2 separate regions of the Xenopus tropicalis genome follow, and region 2 is linked to region 1. A link is a contact called in public Hi-C data. All regions are on one chromosome and are shown on one strand. The core of a region is the stretch at or near the end of the contact, and the rest is flanking DNA. Distances in the headings are between cores, read along the strand shown. Region 1 overlaps mob3b (MOB kinase activator 3B). Region 2 holds the start of mob3b (MOB kinase activator 3B).

Region 1 (6,132 bases), core at 44-2,543:
GGCCCCTATCTACATATTGGCCACCGGTGATCAGTGGACTAATAGCCTGGGTCCCGTGAGAGGCACTGTCCTCCTCTAACTAGGCAGTATTACTAATGGTGGCCCTGAACACAAGACCCAGTAAGTTATACAGTGCATCACACAAGCAGCATTACTAAGAACCAATTATTCCTCCCATAATACACTAATACAGTACAAATTCCTGCACCAGATATATTAAATGCCAAAAAATTGCTTGTATTTGGCAGGAAAGAGAACAGCAACTGCTATACAAGTCAGGCAGATTTTCTCCACATGACTTGACTATGTCCCCCAATTCAGCACTTTTGGACATCTATCACATCATACTTCTCCAAACACCATACCCTCCCTCCCTTTGTCCCCACATTGCTGTCTACTTGGTGTTTTTTTATAAAGCCATTATGGACCAATTCCAGAGTCCACTTGCCAGATATTTATTTTATTATGCAAAAAGATGTATCATTGTGTGGTGGATGGGCTCTAAAATACCCACAAAGAGGATGTGGCTAAAAGAGTAATTAAAATCACTCACTTAAGGGATACCACAGCAAATTTGACAAAATATGGAAACCTTGGACTGATTATATCAGATGGATACAATCTGATGGCTACATAAAATGTGAAATATGTACAATGCAAAGTGATTTAATTGTGGTTTAACAAGCATTGACCCATATAGAGCTCCCAGGCAGGGAAACCCTCCCCCTCCTCCTTAGTACTTGAAAACCAATAAAAATAAACATAAAAAAGCAACCAATTATAACTGGTGACATAAGCAAGTACTTATAATATGGATATTGTTTCCAGGTTATTTGTGGCTTATGTATTAGCTGTGAATCATGTATTTTATATGCACAAATCTACAGTTTTAGTCTGATTAAAGGGAAATAACACCCAAACTTATAGCGAAGTACAAAATAATGTTGCCCTGCACTGGCAAACCTGGTGTGTTTGCTTTAAAAACACTACAATTGTTTATATAAATACCCTGCTGTGTAGCCATGGGGGAAAAGGCACAGGTTACTTAGTAGATTACAGATAAGCTCTGTGAAATACAATGGGTTTAGTTCTTAAACAAGAATATAAACTAGTGTCAATTGCCATTCATGGCTCAAGCAGGACATTTATTATAGATACAAACTTCAAATGTAAAAAATGTACTTTTTGATGATGGTCCTTTAAGCCGATACAAACAAAGTCAGGCATGGGGGGAGTTGTTATGGCAGGTGGTGCTATTGTTAAGCTGCACACTCCTCCTCTGCAGCCTAGTGAGATCTTTGTGGCACCCCATGGTTTAAAGCTGTTGTTCTGCAAATGTAAGCAAGCGAGGCCTCTATTTATTTTAATCACTGGCCTCATTTTTTTCAGTAACTTCTCTCATACAGTGCTGCCTGGGAAGCCATCTGGCATGGGGGTCTCTCTTCCCCTGAATTCAGATCATTTCTGATAATGTAGAAAAACATGCCAGGACTGGATGCTGGACTCTCACAGCGCTCCCCATTTAGCAGTTTTAGGGGTTTCTCCAACTATTGCAGGGGCAAATTTAGGATGTTAGAAAGGGGATGTAGTGTGTTCCAGTTCCAAGTTTAGGATATGTTTGATAAGAGATGTAGTGTGTTCCAGTTCCAAGTTTAGGATATGTTTGATAAGAGATGTAGTGTGTTCCAGTTCCGAGTTTAGGATATGTTTGATAAGAGATGTAGTGTGTTCCAGTTCCGAGTTTAGGATATGTTTGATTAGAGATGTAGTGTGTTCCAGTTCCAAGTTTAGGATATGTTTGATTAGAGATGTAGTGTGTTCCAGTTCCAAGTTTAGGATATGTTTGATAAGAGATGTAGTGTGTTCCAGTTCCGAGTTTAGGATATGTTTGATAAGAGATGCAGTGTGTTCCAGTTCCAAGTTTAGGATATGTTTGATAAGAGATGCAGTGTGTTCCAGTTCCGAGTTTAGGATATGTTTGATAAGAGATGCAGTGTGTTCCAGTTCCAAGTTTAGGATATGTTTGATAAGAGATGCAGTGTGTTCCAGTTCCGAGTTTAGGATATGTTTGATAAGAGATGTAGTGTGTTCTAGTCAGAGGAGCCAAGATTAAAAATCAGATTAAGGAGTGATTGTGAGCTGTATACAATGTGTCACAGGCATTGTCTAATGGCAGAATGCAAGGGTCAAACAACATTCAGAATAGAGACAGTTTTGTATTATCCTGGCATGTTACAAGCTAAAGTAATCATATATCTCACAGGAATGACACCTTTGCGAATTTAGAAAGAGCAACAACAGCCTTGAGCAAAACCGTGCCCATTGCTTTAATCCACACAGCAGTCCTAAAACATTAAACATTCCCTACCTCAAAGTGTCCCTCAATAACTCCATGCTCTGAAGTCAATTCCCTGTGTTGTGCAGATTGTAAGTGGTTACTTACAATTGTTATGCTCCCTGGACTGATAGGTACTAAGTGTGCTTATGCAAGGATCAAACGCCAGCATGCACTACGGCTGTTACCATATTTTAAGGGGGGATTAGTGATATTTAGTGGGGCTTGATCACAATATGGTGTCCATAAAATTGGTAAGACTCAATTTACTGCTTGCTATGTCTCTTCTGAAACACATCAGGTGATGTTAAACCTGACCTTTTTTTTCCCTTCTCTGCTGTTTTCATTTTTGGATGCGCAGCTTTCCTTCTACATTACCAAAAACCAAGATTGTATGTTTAAAGCAATATTGCTTATTGAACTTGCCCACCTCACCAGGTCCCGTGGCTTTATTAAAATACAGAAAAATCCTCCGTTTTTCATTCTTGCTACTGAACTGGACATCATAAAGACAGAATAACACAGTAATCTCCATATGTAAGATAACAGCAAGATGACTGACATAGAGCTGGTAAGCATTGTTTTATTTGGAGAATTATCTTGCACCTGTAATGAGCCGCTCAGCAGCATTCTCATTGGTAAACTTCCTTGCATCTGTAATCAAGTTTATGGTCATCTCCATCAGACAAGTAGGAGGTGCAGTGGGACAGTTTTATGGGTGATTTATAACCCATTTAAGCGGTATGTAGGCTCCTGACCTGATTGCTCTAATTCTTGTTCAAGGGCTTCTTTAACGAAAAGTTATGTTTATTGCTTGAAAACAAATTGCTGAGGACAAATCACAGGCAGATGTTTCATTCACAAATCAATTCCATCTTCATAAATGATGTGGCAGGGACTATCCTTTGATCTTAGAAATCCGAGGAATGAAGAACAGGCAAAACATTCTAAATCAGTGCTGACCATTTGCAGTCTTGAACAGAAGGAAGACAAAAAAATCTGCAGACCATCCCTTGAGAAAAGCTGGAAAGCAGTGAAGCTGAATGGGACGGGCCCCACACTGCCCAAATCTGCGCAGAACATAAAAGTAGGGAGGGAGAGAAAACAGGATCTGGAAAAGATATTTTCTCTGGCATAATGGTGTCAATAATTAGAAAGAATGTTCTTTTCCACCAGTCACTTCTTTACTAACATTAGCAGAGATGGCGCTATGTGTCATATCTACCATATGCAAACAAGCTGATCATTTGAGGAGAATAGGAAAACTTACAATCACTATAAAGAGGCAACGCTTGCACCAGCACACTCAATGCATATCATTAAAAGAAATCTGCAGCCTACAGTCTGATTTGTTACAGTAAAATGAATGGGTTGAGTGACACAATATGATTCCCAGGATGCACAAGCAAATATGTGCATTCAGCAATAAGGTACGCACCTCCCTTTTAGACATAAAATACATCTTTCCTCTCTATTTATTCCTATCCACCAATAACTCTGGAAACAGCATTTCGCACACCCATACTTCTCAGGAGCTAGAATTCCCACTTCCCATCTTAGTATTTATGTCGTTTTTCCGCAGAGATCCAGGAGTTTGAGTATGGAATAATGTCCACAACTGTGCCACCGCACAACCAACTTATGGCTGCAATTATGCTGAAATTGTGTTGAAAAGTGCTGCATTGTGGGTAGAAAAAATGGAGACTTGGTCCTTAAATTGCACTTTGGACACTTCACTTGAATGAGCCTTTATATATTGCAGTGAGTGAACTGTGTGCAACAGGGAAGTGGCATGTAGACTGGCAATCATTAGCCAGGGCATGGCCGGTTAACAACAGAAAAGTTTTGTTAAATGGAATTGCTACAATGTAATTATATGAAGCAAGGCAACTGTGGGCCTGAACAAGTCAAATTTATTAGCATGTATTTCATTTTTTATTCCCCAGATATCTATTGTTGTAAAGAATAAATGCAGCACAGTTACTGCAGTATAATGAGCTGGTGTTGGCACTTACTGTTTGGCACAGCCAGCGCTCTCATTTATGCAACTTGTCTCTGTATTAGAGTTTTTCTGAATACATGAATACCTACTGTATTTATGACTGTATTTACTGTACAATATTGCACAACAATGGGCATAGTGTGCACATGACACAGACCTTATTGTTTCTGGCTGGTTTCCCACCTCAGTAGTACTTGTAATCAGTGCCTCTGTTGCACATGGTGTACTGATGCCTGGCCCAGAAGGCACGTCTGAGTGATTCTTTACACTTACTTCCACATGAAAGCTCACCAAAAGACATTTTGCATTTCCTATGATCCTGTTCCAAAGCTCTGTTACAGCATGAACCAATACACAGAGGTATTATCAGCAGATCAGCTAACTCCCATGAACTTGCAAATACTTTTTGAACTGCCTTCAGGATAATGTTTTGGTAATGGGTAGATACTGATTCAAACTGCCTGGATTTCTTACTCTCATATGGGCTTACAGGAATACATGGAGGTATTAATGGAACTATATTTACATGGGAAAACTTCTTGCCAGAACAGCCTCAGGGAACCTCAGCACAGCAACTGTACTGTACCCAAAGAAACTCCATGCATATAAAGCCACATTACAGTGCTGAGTGAACACAAGGGACCTGGAATTTTCCAAAAGTGGTCATTCTGTAATTTTGTTTTCCATACTTCATATCTACAAAAACAACATTTAAACAGGATTGTTTTGCCGCCTATAAAGAATAATTACAACTTAGTTTGGGATCAAGTACAAGGTACTGTTTTATTATTATAGAGAAAAAGGAAATTATTTTAAAAAAATTGAATTATTTCTTTATAAATGGGTCTATGGGAGATGGCCTTCCCTTAATTTAGAACTTTCTGAATAATGGGTTTCTGGATAATGGATCCCATAACCCATTTAGCAAAAATGTCTTTAGTCTGACTACTGCTGGGTACATTAGTGCCTCTGAAAGCAGCTGTTCATGGCACCCTACCTAAGCTATTAACTAGCTCTACTTCAAACAGAAACAAATAATTTTTTAATAGGGAACACAACATGTTTTAAGCACAGAACTCCCTAAACAGAGACAGCTGGTATAACTACAGTATATATACAATGAGAGCTTATCTGTGTGTCTATGCTGACCAATGCAAGTATATACTGTATGTTTGTATATTTTAAGGTACATGTGTTTTTATTTACTACATTATACATATTATAGAACTGTGGCACTTCCTGTATAGATGGTAAGATCTGTGATTTTATAATATAATATGTTATACATAATATATATTTAGAATATAATTTATAAATTATGTAGACCCATATCAACAACTAGTGGCACCTTTTACATTACATTAAGAAAAAGGAATCTGCACCTATAATTATTCATGTGTTTATTAACATATAGTTGTATCTTTGCACTAGGAAAGCAGCTTCTGATGAAGTGGCATGAAGCCATGAAACGCATTAAGCTTGTTACATAGAACTGCCATGCTTTTAATGCTAGTAATAAAAGTGACTTTTTAATGGAGAAGTGGTCCCTGTGCTCCGTCTATACTTCTGCACTAGGGTTTGCATTTAGTGTTGATACCTCACCCTTTTAACACCAGACACATATTAAATATACATCCTGCATGGCTGGTTAGCAATTAATGTAGATATATGTTGCAGACTAAACAGATATATGTGCAGCCATGCAGCCTGCATCTAAATGAATTGCTAATTAGCCATGCAGGATGTTGCTTCAATATGTGGCCAGTATTAAAGGGGTGAGGTGACAAGCCTAATT
Region 2 (5,921 bases), core at 1,603-4,102, 54 kb after region 1:
ACGCCCGTGTGGCATTAGCCTTAAGTTAGATAATAAAGGCAGAGATCTGAGTGGAGACTACGGCTAATGCCACACGGAACGTATTCTCAGCAAGCCGAAAAAGCTTGCCGAGGATACACTCCAATGCTTGAAAATCCTCTTACCTGTAATTTACTTAGTAGTTTACTTTATCCTGTCAAAAACAATTTACCATGTGAAGCTTTTCCTGGGGGGGGGGGGGGGGGGGCATGTTTGGTGTATCCAGAGAGGCAAAAGGATGTGGTTAAGCATTTGCCAGTCAGGGTTTATTGGGTACTGGTTGGGTGCAGGTCTGCAAAAACAGATCGAAGAAGGTCTCTAATTTGTGAGCAATTTGCAAACATTATGGGGCAATCTCCTTTTACAAGCATGAAGAATGAGGTTTCCCTGTAATGTTTGTTTCATGAAAAACCAAACTTATTTTGGGGTTTATGGGATTCATATCAGGGGAAACTTAAGCACTGTTAAAATTAAGCTAACAGTGGGAAAGTTCATTTTATATATCCGGCAGTGAGTTTCACACACTAGTAATTAAATGGAACTTATTAATGGATACATAAACTTATGCCACTGCCACCATTTCTTATAAGTTTATCTGCTGTATGAAAGTTTTTATGACATCCAGTGTTGACATAGAAAAATTCCTACAGGTGTAAAAATATATGTAGCTTTTAAGCAGTGGTTCACCTTTAAAGGACATGTAATCCACATACACAAAAATTTAATCAGAGAACAGCCTCTTTGGCATCTTTCAATACCTGCCACACGGGTTGTCCAGAGGTTAACAGTAAGCCTGCAACATCTATAATCACTTCCTTCTCTCCTCCTTCTCCTCCTGCAACCCACTCAGCCCCCTCCCTCAGGAATTTGCTTTGACTTCTGGCTTTTGGGCATGCTCAGCTGTTCTAAGCTCAGATTACTTAACACGTCCTCCAGTCAAGCAGCCAATGAAGTGATGGCATTGCTGGTTCCCATAGAAACTCAGCTCTAGCTGTCAGCTTCAATTTTTTTCTCCTAACCTCCTCTCCTGAGTTTAGCTCAAACAAAGCAGAACTTTTATCAAAGACAGTTGTGTCTGTGTGAGGCTGCATACTTGATAAAATGTACACTGAATAAGGGTTTATGCATGTAAGTTGTTTGCATATTTAAATGTATCTGATTATGTATCAGAGGAAAAATGGCCACCAGGTGAAAGCTGCTATTTACTTTAGGAAAATATGATGGTGCTGGCAAGAGGAGGGGCTATATGCAGTACAAATGATGCAGTTAACGTTTAGCATGTCAATTGATCTTGGTTTTTTATTTGCCTTCCTTTTATGACTCTTTATAGCTCTTGAATAGGGGTCACTGACCCCAGGCCAGTGCGGTTTTCTGCTAAGAGGAGCACCGGACCTGGGTATCAGGTAAGTGATTACTGGTGGGTGCCAGTAACATTTGGTTGTAATTTACACAGTTTACACATTCTCTCTGTCAATCCCTCCCACTAGCTGTTGGCCTTGGAAAGCTGGAAAAGCCAGATTTCAGTCTCATGTCCTTTGCAAGGGTGCTCCCTTGAAATGTGATAAGAACAGGTCTATTGCTTTGCTGCAAATCCTAAAGTAAAAAAATACATGACTTTATATTAAAGAGGATGTAAACTCAAAACCTTCTAACATAAATTGATTACAAATTAAAAAAGTATTTGAAGTTATGTGTAACTGCTATTAATGCCAGTATCTGTCCTTTTCTATTCTCTGCCTGTGCTTCTGACTTCAGAAACAATGTAGCAGATGGCAGGTAATTAACAGGCCTGTCAAGAAATATGCAAGGCATGGTGGGAAATGGAGTCTTGGCTAGATGAGAGCTGGTTTCTGCTACATTGTGCACAATCAGCAGTGCAGAAAGGGAAAGTAAAATTCAGCTTTCAATACAAATTACATTTATAAATAACTTAAAACCCACTTAAAAGGTTTAAGTTTTGTTGATTTTTGCATTACATATCTTTCATAAGGTAACGTTTTATTTTTGAGGTTACATCCCCTTTAATAAGAAACCTCATATTAATTTGTGGCTAACTCTGTTTATGCATTTGATATAGCGACAAAGATCTAGATGCAACTTGTAATATCCTGACACAAAACAATAAATGGATAAAGTAACAATATGTAGTGCAACCTGAAGAGCAACTTCCAACGCAGAAAGCAAATGTGCTGATTAAGCAGTACTGCAGCCACTCTCCATTCTCCCAGTACAGATGAGATAAAAACCAAGCCCATCTCCTCACTCCAGATGTCTCATGGACAAGCTGTGACCCCTCCACTCCCAAGCCCAGCTGAGCAATGACACAGCTCCCTAGTCCTGGCAGTAGTGCTGAGCTGCCTGTTCTCTCAGAGCAAGGACCACAGGGGTGCAACCATTTACTGGTGTGGGGGGCCTGAAACTTGGTATTTAGTATTGTTAAGTATCGCACAAGGGGCCCAAAATATTGCAGATAGGGCCCCATGGTAACAATGGCTTTCCAATGGTAGCCCCTGCCTCTCTGGTAGCCCACAAGCATTGCCATAAACTGAGCTTTATATAAAAAAGGTTTAGCCTGTAACTTTCAGGCAAGGATTCCCATCCCACGTGTGTGTGTTGGCACGATGTGCAGGAGAGGCACAGTGCTACTCCCCTCCCTGGTGCCAGCTTGCTGCTGCCTACACACAACTCCAATTGCTGCACAGACCCGCACAGTCCCTGTCAGTATGCGAATACACACGTCCCAGTGGCCCAAACCGCATCTGCACTTTGTGAAACTTTCCCAGTCCTGTGCCAAACTGTCTGCCCTCCGTCATTACCTGCCGTCCGGGAATCCCGCTCTCCCACAGTGCGACGCCAGCGATTCTTTCTGCCTCACAAACCGACAGCCAGAAGTAGCGCAGCTCAGTGTTACGACTGGGGGCAGGAGACAAGTCCGGCACAGGATCCTGTGTGAGCAGCTCCAGCATGAGCAGCCACTGGGAATTTCCTACACACATCACACAGAGCAGGCAGCCTTGCTTGGGATAGGCCGGGCTCCCCCTGCTGGTAACTCTCACTTTTGCAAACCCTCTGGTAATAAAGGAACAGATGCCAGACAGACTGTGTGACTAACCCCTACACTCCCGGAGAGCTTCAAATCCACTTCAGAACTGTCCTTCCCCAAGCTTTATGCTGAGTTGGGATCACCAGGGGCTAGAATATTATATAAATACGTTTCTTTAAGCTTTTTGGAAAACCACTTTCCATATCGGCAATGTTAGTTATTTCTAGTAACACAACTTAGACTTTTAATTCACTAGTCATTTTTTCTGTGTATTGCAAGACTCCAATAATACCTGTTGCAAGTGTAAACTGTACCATAGACAGTAATGCTACTGAAATATTTTAATTTCCATGCAAATCCGTGAACACCAGTGCACCTTCCAGGCTTCACATCCAATATTATATACAAACAGTCCAGAGGCCTAAAAGGAAAACTGTACCCCAAAACAATGTACATCGCTATAAAAATAAATCGTATAAAACAGCTCAAACACAAACACACAAGCACAAAACTCTGCTTCATTTAAACAAACCATTTTTATAAAAATCTACTTTTTTAGTAATGCCATTGGCTGATCCTAAATCGAATTTTGCCATTTTAGGCTGATGCCACACGTGGCGTTTTTACGCTGCGTATTTTCTAATTCTCTCGGCGGCTGAAAAACGCACGATATCATCATCCATAGAAATAACTTGAAAAGACTCGAAGGAAACCACACAATGCGTAAATACGCTAGAAAACGCCTTACCACGGATTTTTCAAGCGTTTGCCGAAATACACCGTTATTTGCACAGCAACCTATTCCTATGTATACACAAAGGCAGCTGCCAGACCTAGCGGAAATACGCAGCGTTTTTTACTATTTCGCACTATTAGCACCATGGGAAACAGGATTTGCTACGTCACCAGTACTAGGCTGAAAAACACCATAGTCAGGGGCTGTGTGGCTTGTGCAGCGTTTTTAGGCTGAGAAAATACGCCGCGTAAAAAACGCCACGCATGGCATCAGCCTTAAGTACTAAGGGCTGCTCCCTGGGGTCATAAGAATCACGGCGCACACAAGCAAACCAAGGACACGCATACATGTTAGGTTACATGCTCAAGCGCGACAGCGATCTCTTAAACTTCCATATGGAGCAGTGGGGAGAGGTCCCCATTGCTCCATATGGGAGCAAAATTTCTGTGCGGTAAGGCGGCATGCCGCCCTGGGCCCAGGCCTTGTGGCCTTGCCACAAATCCAGGCCTGCACATTAGCCAACAAATGGCCATGGTTCTGTTTTTTACTACCACACCTGTTACAGTTAGAGCTGCATTTCTCAGGGTATGTGTATATGCATTTGTGCTGCAGAACATTTAAATGTGCAGTCACTGCAACTGCAGAAACTATAAGACCAAGCAGCACATGTGTTAGAGATACAAAAATGGAATCAGATGCATGTACCCGTGTCTGATATTCACACCAGCTTATATGATGCGGTTAGCTGTGTGTGTAACTCAGTGTATATAGGCAGTGTGCCAGCTACACATTGTATGTACTTTCCACCACAGCAAACCCTGAAATGCTTGTCTGTGCATGTTGTTAATCAGTGCATTTGTTATTTAACAATCAATATTGGACAGAGCTTGAAAGAAGTTGTTTCAGTTGAGGGGTAGAGAATTATTGTGCAATCTGCCAGGGACCTGTTGAACGCATAGTTCATGAGTTATAATCAAATGTATGTGATTGTGTAACAGACATGTAAATACTAACTATGGTCTCATCCAAAAAGTAGTATTTGGTTTAGTTGTGCTTGTTGCCACTATTCTGTTATTGCTACTGTGCACTTCTCCTAATACACATGTATAGCATGCTTACATGGGTCCAGTTGTCATTATCCATTTCAATATTAATTTCTGTAGTGCATAGCTTACTTACACAAATTAGTCTAATAAGTCATAAGTAATATGAACTAAAGGGGTGTGGCTTCTAGGGCAGACCATAACACAAATAAAGATGTTGTAAACTCTGATTCTGAAGTCTTGAGATTGAATGGAATATCCTCAGTGCTTATATTGGAGTGAAAAAAAGTGGAGGGATGCTATGTTGCTGTGAGAAGCAAGGTGCGATACACAAGCCTCTCCCACAATTAAAAGCCACATCCACAGTTATAAGCCTAGCTCACCAACACTTCTTGGTTTCACCAACTTTAAAGCAAAGCCACTTTGCTATTTCCATCTACTGAACAGTTTAATATCCAGTGTGCATAGATTTACCTAAGTATGTAGAGTGTAGAGATCCGAAAAATGAAAATAGAGCATGTACATTGTATTGGCTGGCAATTCAGCTTTTGCAAACACAGCCCCGTTTGTGTATTGTGTGTCATAACACAGCACAATCCTAGCATATTTTAGTTTACGAAACATTATTAAAATATATCATCCTGTCACTATTCCTCAGTCTGCTACTGTTGTCTACCTTTATTTTATCTTTCTGTTTCCCTCTCCTGTTGACTATAACCCTCTCTGATGCCTCCACCTTCTTCATCTCCATATCTGGGATTCAAAACTCTTGCATGCCCCCTGAGTGGATGCTATTTTACAATAATAAAGAAGTGGAGGAATGGCATTCCTTTGCATCCCTCCCCAATTCCAGCGCTGAATATGCTTAAAGGAGAAGGAAAGGCAAAGTCACTTGGGGGTGCCAAAATGTTAGGCACCCCCAAGTGACTTAAATCGCTTACCTTTTACACCGGGCTGGTGCCCCTGTTAGGAGAGAACAGCATCAGCCCGGGGTACCTGCAGCGTTCCCCTCTTCCTGTTTGCGTGTGCGCGCATGCGCAGTAGAGTGAAATAGCCGAACTATAACAGAGAAATCTACTTT

Evidence for each region. Hi-C and Micro-C count contacts between places; a contact is called where the count stands out from the background.
Region 2: a contact with region 1 is called in a Hi-C map of neurula embryo, with 2.2 times the contacts expected there. The contact joins the promoter of mob3b here to the enhancer-like site in region 1. A contact is called at or near these places in 3 of 5 Hi-C or Micro-C datasets (brain, liver and neurula embryo).

The regions. Positions count from the first base shown.
Region 1 is chr1:122,385,583-122,391,714 of UCB_Xtro_10.0, forward strand. The region is part of intron 4 of mob3b (MOB kinase activator 3B); the gene reads right to left. Among named protein-coding and RNA genes, the nearest start is that of mob3b, 52 kb to the right of the region's middle. Within about 2 kb of position 1,294, at least 3 of the 11 cell types and tissues checked have an H3K27ac peak or open chromatin away from gene starts, as enhancers often do. A contact at or near this core is called in neurula embryo, where this site is marked.
Region 2 is chr1:122,437,712-122,443,632 of UCB_Xtro_10.0, forward strand. It overlaps mob3b (MOB kinase activator 3B), which reads right to left and starts at 2,853. Exons shown (of 5, transcript NM_001016616.2): 1 at 2,835-2,853.